Linked DNA regions of Mus musculus: all the other regions are linked to region 2. Evidence: chromatin contacts called from public HiChIP or PLAC-seq and promoter capture Hi-C data. All regions are on one chromosome and are shown on one strand. Each heading gives the region's core, a stretch centred on a gene start, on an enhancer-like site or on the middle of the called end of the contact. The rest is flanking DNA. Distances are from core to core; before and after follow the strand shown. Region 1 holds the start of 1110006O24Rik (RIKEN cDNA 1110006O24 gene). Region 2 holds the start of Rfc5 (replication factor C (activator 1) 5). Region 3 has its middle 15 kb from the start of Prkab1.

Region 1 (2,700 bases), core at 3-2,502, 1.8 Mb before region 2:
CTCAGCCCCTTCCCTGTTTCTTAAAAAATGCCAATCAAAGGAATAGCAGGAACCTGGCCAGTCCCAGGAGTTTTCAATCAAGAACACAACACAGCCAGCGTCTCTCCTCAGCCAGTATCTTATGATTCTAGGCTCGTGTTCATCTGACATCACCAGGCTTGCTTCAGGGAAATAAAGAGTTCAAGCAAGGCCTAGATCAGACACTGTGTGTGCTGTTCAAGGACCTGCAGTACCTTGAATAACAAGAAAATTATGAACTGCATAAATCTACCAGCAGCGGAATTGTTAAGGAATAGTACAACCATCAGATGGGGGTACCACGTGGTGACGAGGCAGTTAAATGATTGATGGCGGCATACCGGTGAACTGCGAGAGGCACATGGGTGCTTAGATACTCTGAAATGTATGGGAAAACATGTATCCATTAGACTAGTAAGTGTTTCATGCTGTCCAAGAAACTTTAAAGGAAAACTAATGTCAACTTTGAATTCAGTAAGCGTCTGTATTTTGTTGTTGTTTTGTTTTAAACACTAGCACTGCTTCTTACGGGGAAAGATTAGGAGTGGGCAGTATCCCCAACAGGTGCTTGGCTGGAAAGCACTGGAGGGCAAGAAGAAGCAGGGACAAAGAGGCTGGGGGTGGAGCTCAGCTCGAAAAGCGTCTGCCTAGCATCTGCGAAGCCATGGGTTCGAGTCTCAGCACCACATTAAAACAGGACTCAGGAGGTACAGGTGGGATCAGAAGTATATGGTTATCCTCGGCTACTCGAGAGAGTCAGGAAGCCACCCTGGGATACTTGAGAACTTGTCTGGAAAAAGTAAAAAACCACAGGGATGGGGCAATCCCTGCAGACCTGCAGGGAGGATGGCGATGGCAGCGACAGCTCTCGGGGACGGGCAGGTGGGCTTCCGCTCCAACTGGAAAAAAACGTGGGGCTGGCTCCGCGCTGCGTCCGGAAAACTGAGGCAGAAGGAGCAGAAGCGCTGGCGAGCAGGGTGCATACGCCCCACGGATCCCAATCCGGAACCGCTACCCGTTCCGCCAGGGGGTCGGGCGTCCGGGATCGTGGTGCTCGGGGGACGACTTCCTCCCCAGCGCTGACCTCCAGGCTTCAGCCCTGCGGCCGGTTGTCACCTCTCTTCCGTCGGGCCCTGCTAAACGGTTCGGTTCTCCCGGGGATCCGCAGCGACGGCGCTCGCTCGCTCGCTCGCTCGCTAGCTCACTCGGACCTCGGCCGGCGAGCGTAGCGCACTGCGCGTGCGCGGAGAGGGCGCGGCTGGCCGGGGCTGCGGCTGCGCAGAGGCGGTTCCAGCCCCCGCGCCTGCGCAGTGGCGGGGCGGGGCGGGAAGGAGGGAGGCGGCGGCACCGGCGGCGGCTGCTGAGGAGGAGGAGGAGGAGGCGGAGGTGGGGGAGCGGAGGGAGGTGTTTCTGTCAGTTCCGGCTGTTTGTTCGGGAAGTGGATCCGCCGCTGCCGGAGCAGCCGGGAGGGAGCTGCGGATCGCGAGGCCAGGACCGACCCCGCCCGCCCAGCTCGCCTGCCCGCCCGCGCGCGCGCGCCCGCCCGCCCGCCGCCCCCGCCCGCCATGGCCCGGGACTACGACCACCTCTTCAAGCTGCTCATCATCGGCGACAGCGGTGAGGGCCGCAGGGGCCGGAGGCGGTGTGGGCCCTGCCGGGCGCGGCCCGCGGGGGCCTCGGGGCGGGCGGGCGAGCGGGGCGGGCGGGCGAGCGAGCGAGGAGGCGCGGCCCGCGCGGGGCGGGAGGCGCGGAGCTCGGCGGGGTCGCAGGCCCCGGGGGGGCCGCAGCGAGGGGACTCCGGGGTGGCTCCTCGGCGGGGCGGGGGGCACCGAGGGCGCGGGATGCACGCACGGCCCCGGCGCTCGTTCCTGCCTCACGTGTGACCTTGGTCAAGTCGCGCGATCGCTGGAGTTGGAGAGAGCCGGGTTCGAGTCCCGGGGAGGCAAGCTTTTGCCGCTCTGTGACCTTGGGCGAGTTGTCTCGCCTCCCTTGAGCCTCAGTTCCTGCATCTGAGAAGTGGGGACTTGTTAAGCTGAGCGGTGGGATGATTCGGTGAGCTGAAAGTAGGGAAAAGCGCCTGACCCGGCATAAAGTAACCTCTAAGTAACTCACAGTGTTAGCAGCATGAGTCGCCCTGTGAAGACTCAGCGCTCCGTGAAATGGGGGTATTTCCAGGACCCGTCTCCGGGTTGCCGTGCGCTTGGATGAGGTGCGGCAGGTACAGCCATGAGCGCATTCCTTTAGAATTGTTACTAAGTCTCAGCAAGGTTCAGTTCTCATCTGTGGAATGGGAGTGGTAGATTTGCCTGCCAAGGCTGATGTGAGCACACACTTAATGAGGGGACTAGTGTTTGGCACACAGTAGGTGGACAGTGTTTGCTGTTCTCTTACCCGGGTGCTTCATTCAATATTTTAAGTGCTTTGTGTACACAAACACACACACACCACACACCTTTCAGTACCGCGCCATCTCTGATTCATAGATCAGCTTCTGGTACCCAGTGCTTAAATGCATTTGGTCAGTGAATGAGAGTCACACTGGTTTCTGGCCAAGGATGAAGCATTTTAGAGGTGTTTGGAGTATGGCAGGTGACCAGGTCCTGTGGGGTGATGGTGAGTTCAGGGAGGCAGGCCCAGGATGTTTAGGGGAGCTTAGCTGAGGTGCCAGGAATATGTGATGTT
Region 2 (2,700 bases), core at 130-2,629:
GAGGAGCCAGGCACACAAGGTGCACACACTTTCATGTGTAAACAAAACACCTAAACAGTAAAACCAAACAGATCTTGAGACAGTTTGGTACACTATGGAGAAGGCGACACATGGCCGGTTCTATAAAGGCTCAGAGCATCCTCTAAGGGTCACCCAGCAGAGACATCGTCATCACGAAATGGACCCAACCCTCCACAAGGACAGCAGCAACAGACAGATACTTACTGGTACTCAGAATGTCCTGGTGAGAAATGAGATCGGCCAGGGTCTGTGGCCGGTACTTCTCAACCCTGAAATAGGATTCACCGTTAAGTTACAATCTATATACTCAAGCCATGTTCTGTTACATGCAAAGAAGCCCCTTCACATCCTAAGCAGCAGAGGAAGAGAAACCCTTCGCGTCTGAACAGAGCACTGGCTCTCACAACCAGGAGTTGTTCTGTCCCCCCAGGGGACATCGGTCAGGCCAGTTATCTGTATTAACTGTGCAATGGGTGTTAGCAGCATCTGTTGAGTAGGAGTCAGGAGGTTGCTAACATCCTCCAGTGGGCAGGACAGCTCCCCCTTGCCCCTCACCAACAGCGCTGAGACTGCGCAAACGGAACTCATACTCAAATACCTATAAGCAAGAGAACGGGCAATCCACTTATGATGTGGCTTTCAAGAGGGAATCGAGTGCTGAACCATGCTACAGAACAGAAAACCCTTGAGTTCGAGAAGCCAGACTCAAAAGGCCACACGGTCTGTGACTCCAGTCCTGAGAATTTAAATACCGTGTGGCCTGAGACAAGTCTTCCTCCTCAGGATAGACCAGAAGAAAAGAAAATGAAAGCATGGCTAGGCTTGCTTCATTTAAAACACCGCTAAGGTGCTGTAGGGCCATTCAGAATGCAGGCGCTGGGGCCCTGGGTGGAAGATCAGGTCCCTGCAAGTTGTCCTCTGACCTCCACCAGGGTGCGCTGCTACGGTCCCTCCCCCGCAAATAAAGAGGGGATAGAGTGCAAGCGCTGAATTCGGACACGAGTTCGAATCCAACCAAGCCTACCCACTCCTCCGTCCTCGGAACCTTTCTAAAGAAACCCAGGATCAATTTATTAGGGTCATCGGAGCGCAGAGGCGATGCTCGAGGACCCCGAGGATGGCTAAGCTGAGCTCAGAGCCCGTTCAGGTATGGAAGCGGAGGAGCGGCTGCGGCGCCAAGGCCGGGAGCGGGGAAGGATCTGCAAAGCTCCTAGGAGGAAGAGCGGGAAGCGGGATGTGGGGCCGCTCCTACCAGGGCAGGTTCCGGGCCCGGGCCGCCGCGGGCCGCTGCTGCGAAGGCGCGGCCGCCGTCATGACTGACAGATGCTGCGGGTCCCTGCCACTGACCCGCCGCACTCGGAGTCCGCGCGCAAACCAACCCTCGCGAGGCTTCGCCTCCGGCTTCCGGCTTCCGTCCCCCGGCCCGCCTCCTCCCCGTTGCTAAGGTGCTGGTTGCTAGGTAACCCTAGGCGCCGGCCTGCAGCGGAGTTACCGCCTGAGTCGGCTGTCTCAGCCTCCTCGCACGAGGTCCAGGGTGACCGCGCGCTGAAGCCAGAGCCACCGCGGGCCTCACCAGGGCCCGATCCTGTCAGTGCAGGGGCAAGCCGCAAGGAGCAGCAAGGTGTGTGGTCAGTGCAACCTCGGTTCCATAACCAGCAACACACACACAGAGACACACGTACATATACAGGTATGCACACAGTTACAAATATACATATACATACATCCCCATTCACATACATATAAACAGATATACGCCTGCACTCACATACACATACAGATACATACACACAAGTATACACAAATACACAGTTAATACGCATACATACATACATACATGCATACATATATACTCACATATACATGTATATCACACACATATATATACACACAGAACATACACATTCAATCATATATACACATAAATACAGTTACATATATACACATACATGCATACATATATTCATATAAATACATACAAACATTTGTGTTTTATACACACAAATGCATTTTCTCCTACAGTAAGAGGATTACAGACCAATTTTATTTATTTATTTGTTTGTTTGTTTATTTATTTATTTGATTAGTTTTGAGACAGGGTTTCTCTCTGTATCTTTGGCTATCCTGAAGCTCACTCTGTAGGCCAGGTTAGCCTCAAACCCAGAGATCCACCTGCCTCTACCTCCCAAGTGCAGGGATTAATTAAATGTGAGCTTCACCGTTTGCCTGGTGACCAATTTTATTTTCATCTTTAGCTTTTACTTTGAGCCAGGTATGCCTTTAATTCGAGTACTTGGGAGGCAGAAGCAGATGGATCTCTGTGAGTTCAAGGTCTACAGAGTGGCCTCTAGGACAGCTAGGGCTACATAGTGAGACCCTGTCTTAAAAACTCGAAAGAAAACTAACTTTAATTAATTTGTGTGTGCCTCGCTGCACATGTGGAGGCCATGTGCATCAATTTTCAAGAGTTGGTCTTCTTTCTTATGCAGACGTCCTGGGAATCGAACTTAGCTGTCAAGCTTGGCCGTTTGAATCGCAAGATCATCCTTGACTGCATATCCAGCTCATGGCCAGCCTGGTGGTGTACTTAACTACCTTTGGAGTCAAGCAGCTGCCATCTGGGGGAGTTCAGCTGTGTCCACTTACAAAAGAATTACCTTAGCTGGACTTTTTGACCGT
Region 3 (2,700 bases), core at 134-2,633, 1.4 Mb before region 2:
CCTAAGTGCTTTCTTGTTTGAGACGCCTGTGACCCTCCACATCCCGTGCCCTGCTGTTGTGTTTTCTGTGTTGCTTGGAGTCTTTGGGGGTCATGTTCCCTATCCCCCCCCCTGCCCCCACCGCCACCCCCACCCCCAGGGCAGATCTGACTGGCTGTTTGCTGAAGTTTTTTGTCTCTTGGTCCACAAGTATTTGGAATGGTCACTGATAACTGGTCTTCAGTCTTGGCATCTCACTTAGGACCTCCACGAGAAACGGGTTCCTTGAGCCCTGACAAGTGTATATTGCGTGTCTCATCTGTGAAGTGCTTCCTGCTACATAGAGCTAGCTCAACAGACTGTACATATTTACAAGAAACTTTATATTCGTAAAAAAAAAAAAAAGGAAATTGAATTGGTTTCTACTTTTTTATTGTAAAAGGTGCATTTTTCAATACTTTTGTTTTCAACGGTGGTAGCCGCGGACAGCCGTCTCCGCCGGAGTGGGGAACTCTTCTGTGTGACCACCGGGACGCCAGCAGGAAATAATCGTAACCCGAAATCGCAGTCAAAAGCTTCTATTAGCATCAATAAGATTCTAGGTCTCCAAAAATTACAGGCTTTTCTTCATTACCTTTTTTTATTAAGAACGAGGAGAACACATGGGCACACATGGGCAATTCCAGATCCACCTGAGAGGGATGGCTCTGTTGTTGAACAATAATGAAATAAAGCAGTGGTCTCAAAAAAAAAAAAAAAAAAAAAAAAAAAAAAACAATACGTTCACTCCCTTCTCCCTTGGCATCTTTTCTTGTCAGAGACCATAAAAAGCCCCGCTAGGGTCTGTGCAGGCTCACTGGGCCCATCAGCTCTGGGGGATGGATAGAATCAGAAGCTGTTGGAGGGGGGGGGGGGGCACAGTTTGGTCAGCGTTTCTGTGAACTAGTGGGGACTTGCTCTTAAGACCATTTTTTAGGGCAGGGGACCAGAAAGCTCCTTTAAACGGTCAACGAGGCTACTTTACAAGGATTAGGTCAGAACAGATTAGCCGGAAGGCAGCTAACCAGAAAAACAGGTCAGCACGAGCTTTTTCTGATCCCATTACACTGAGGCCACTGAGAACTTAATATTGCATGTCTCTTTCGAGGGAGTTCCAATGAAGGTAACCGGATGCTTCCTGTCTGCAAGGTAAACCGGTCCCCTCCACTTATGGTTCATTATTCCCCCTCCCCAACCCCTGATTCCAGTGATAACCTGCCGCTTTACATCTCTGACTCAACATAACAAGGTAATCAGATGTAGTTAAAAATTGACTTTGACAGTCAAATCTGATGGGAGGCTACAGTGGATTTTCCCCTGTGACTGTAAGAAAGAAAATGACTCACAAGGACTTGGGAGATGTTGCAACTTCTTCCCATAGAACAAACATTAGAAAAATGTCCATTCACCATCAGCCAACCAGTTCAGCGATTAGCCTAGCAATTCTTGGCAGCCAGGGGCTACCTTATACGCTAAGTAAACAGGGCTTGGTTCTAAAAGGAGCCGAGAGGTCCTCTAGACCCAAGAACTACCTGTACGGAACAACAGTGAAGTCATGAAGTCACGCAGCCACGCTATGTAATGAGGCCTCCCCTGCTGCCTCTTTGAGTTTAGTGTAAAGTTGTATCAGGTCACACACCTTAATTCTCACAGAACTCAAGGCATTGGGTACATACCAAGTTTCCTGACTGTGAGACTCTTGAGCCCTTAGGGACAGAAAAAGAGATAACCTACTTACTAATCTGTCTGCAGCAGGGGGCCTTTTCCATAGGTTGGTTAAGAACACTCACACTCAGTTAAGACCCATAGGAAGAGAAGAGGCTAGCCCTGTGGGGTGGGGCAGCAGAGCTTCCACCACAGGCTGGCTCCTTTCAGTGACTCATAGCCAGGACAGTTTGCCTTCCTTCCCCAAGACAGGATGCTTGGGGGTAGCTAGGCTTAGTTCTGGTTGCCACAGGTCTGGGTTCCTGATGGTTGGTATCCAAAGGGTGGAGAGGGGTCATAAAATACTCAATAATTACAGCCTACACACACACACACACACACACACACACACCAATAACGATCTATCTCTGTAGTGCCAAGGCTAAGAAACTGGCCTGCTCTCCTTGTTCCAGGCAGAGGCTGCTCTGGCTGGCTCTTTCTTGCTGGCTTAAGATGTTGCTGCTGCTGCTGTCTTGAAGTGTGAGGACTGGGACCCAGTCACATGTCCCATCTGTTTTCCTGAAGCAGTGGGGGCTGCCTGTGGAAATACAATATAGGAGTCTCTGCTTTCCCCTGGGTCTGTCAATGAGTAATAGAGAGGTTTGCTCAGAAGAGGTTATTAGAGGTGGAAGAAGACTTTGAAGGTGACTCTGCTACTGTACCCACCCGTGGCACCTTTAGACAGCTACAGATTAGGGAGCCTGGCTGTGGAGTTTCTAAATGGCACAGTTGAATTCTCTTGGGGGTGGGGGTGGGGCAGGGGCAATAGTAAGAGCTGGCCTACTGATGTGGATCTCAGAGACGCGTGCATCCCTCAGGGGCAGTAGCTTGTCCAAGGTTTGGATTCAGATACAGCTGTCAGAAACTGGATGATTCTTACAGTTAACTGAGATGATGGACTTTAGAAGAAATACAGACATGTTCACGACTCCCTTGCTTTCCCTTGAAGACTCGAGGCCAAAAGGCGGAAGGCTCAAG

Evidence for each region. Promoter capture Hi-C pulls out the DNA fragments that hold promoters and counts their contacts. HiChIP or PLAC-seq counts read pairs in DNA pulled down with a chosen protein or histone mark.
Region 1: a contact with region 2 is called in a promoter capture Hi-C map of hippocampal neurons, with 4 times the contacts expected there. The contact joins the promoter of 1110006O24Rik here to the promoter of Rfc5 in region 2. A contact is called at or near these places in 2 of 39 promoter capture datasets (hippocampal neurons and liver).
Region 3: a contact with region 2 is called in an HNF4G HiChIP or PLAC-seq map of pancreatic cancer cells. The contact joins the enhancer-like site here to the promoter of Rfc5 in region 2. A contact is called at or near these places in 2 of 39 promoter capture datasets (the 3T3-L1 cell line and hippocampal neurons), 1 of 484 Hi-C or Micro-C datasets (liver) and 3 of 115 datasets of contacts at active chromatin or transcription factors (the 230-238 cell line and pancreatic cancer cells).

What each region holds. Positions count from the first base shown.
Region 1 is chr5:115,630,564-115,633,263 of GRCm38.p6, forward strand. 1110006O24Rik (RIKEN cDNA 1110006O24 gene) reads right to left here and starts at 1,253. Exons shown (of 1, transcript NR_027810.1): 1 at 486-1,253. It overlaps Rab35 (RAB35, member RAS oncogene family), which reads left to right and starts at 1,424. Exons shown (of 6, transcript NM_198163.1): 1 at 1,424-1,635. The coding sequence starts at 1,584.
Region 2 is chr5:117,387,644-117,390,343 of GRCm38.p6, forward strand. It overlaps Rfc5 (replication factor C (activator 1) 5), which reads right to left and starts at 1,380. Exons shown (of 11, transcript NM_028128.1): 1 at 1,274-1,380; 2 at 226-290. The coding sequence starts at 1,335. Gm15728 (predicted gene 15728) reads left to right here and starts at 1,479. Exons shown (of 2, transcript NR_166496.1): 1 at 1,479-1,642; 2 at 2,511-2,700.
Region 3 is chr5:116,008,193-116,010,892 of GRCm38.p6, forward strand. It overlaps a transcript of Cit not described here. Among named protein-coding and RNA genes, the nearest start is that of Prkab1, 15 kb to the right of the region's middle. Within about 2 kb of position 1,384, at least 79 of the 459 cell types and tissues checked have an H3K27ac peak or open chromatin away from gene starts, as enhancers often do. A contact at or near this core is called in pancreatic cancer cells, where this site is marked.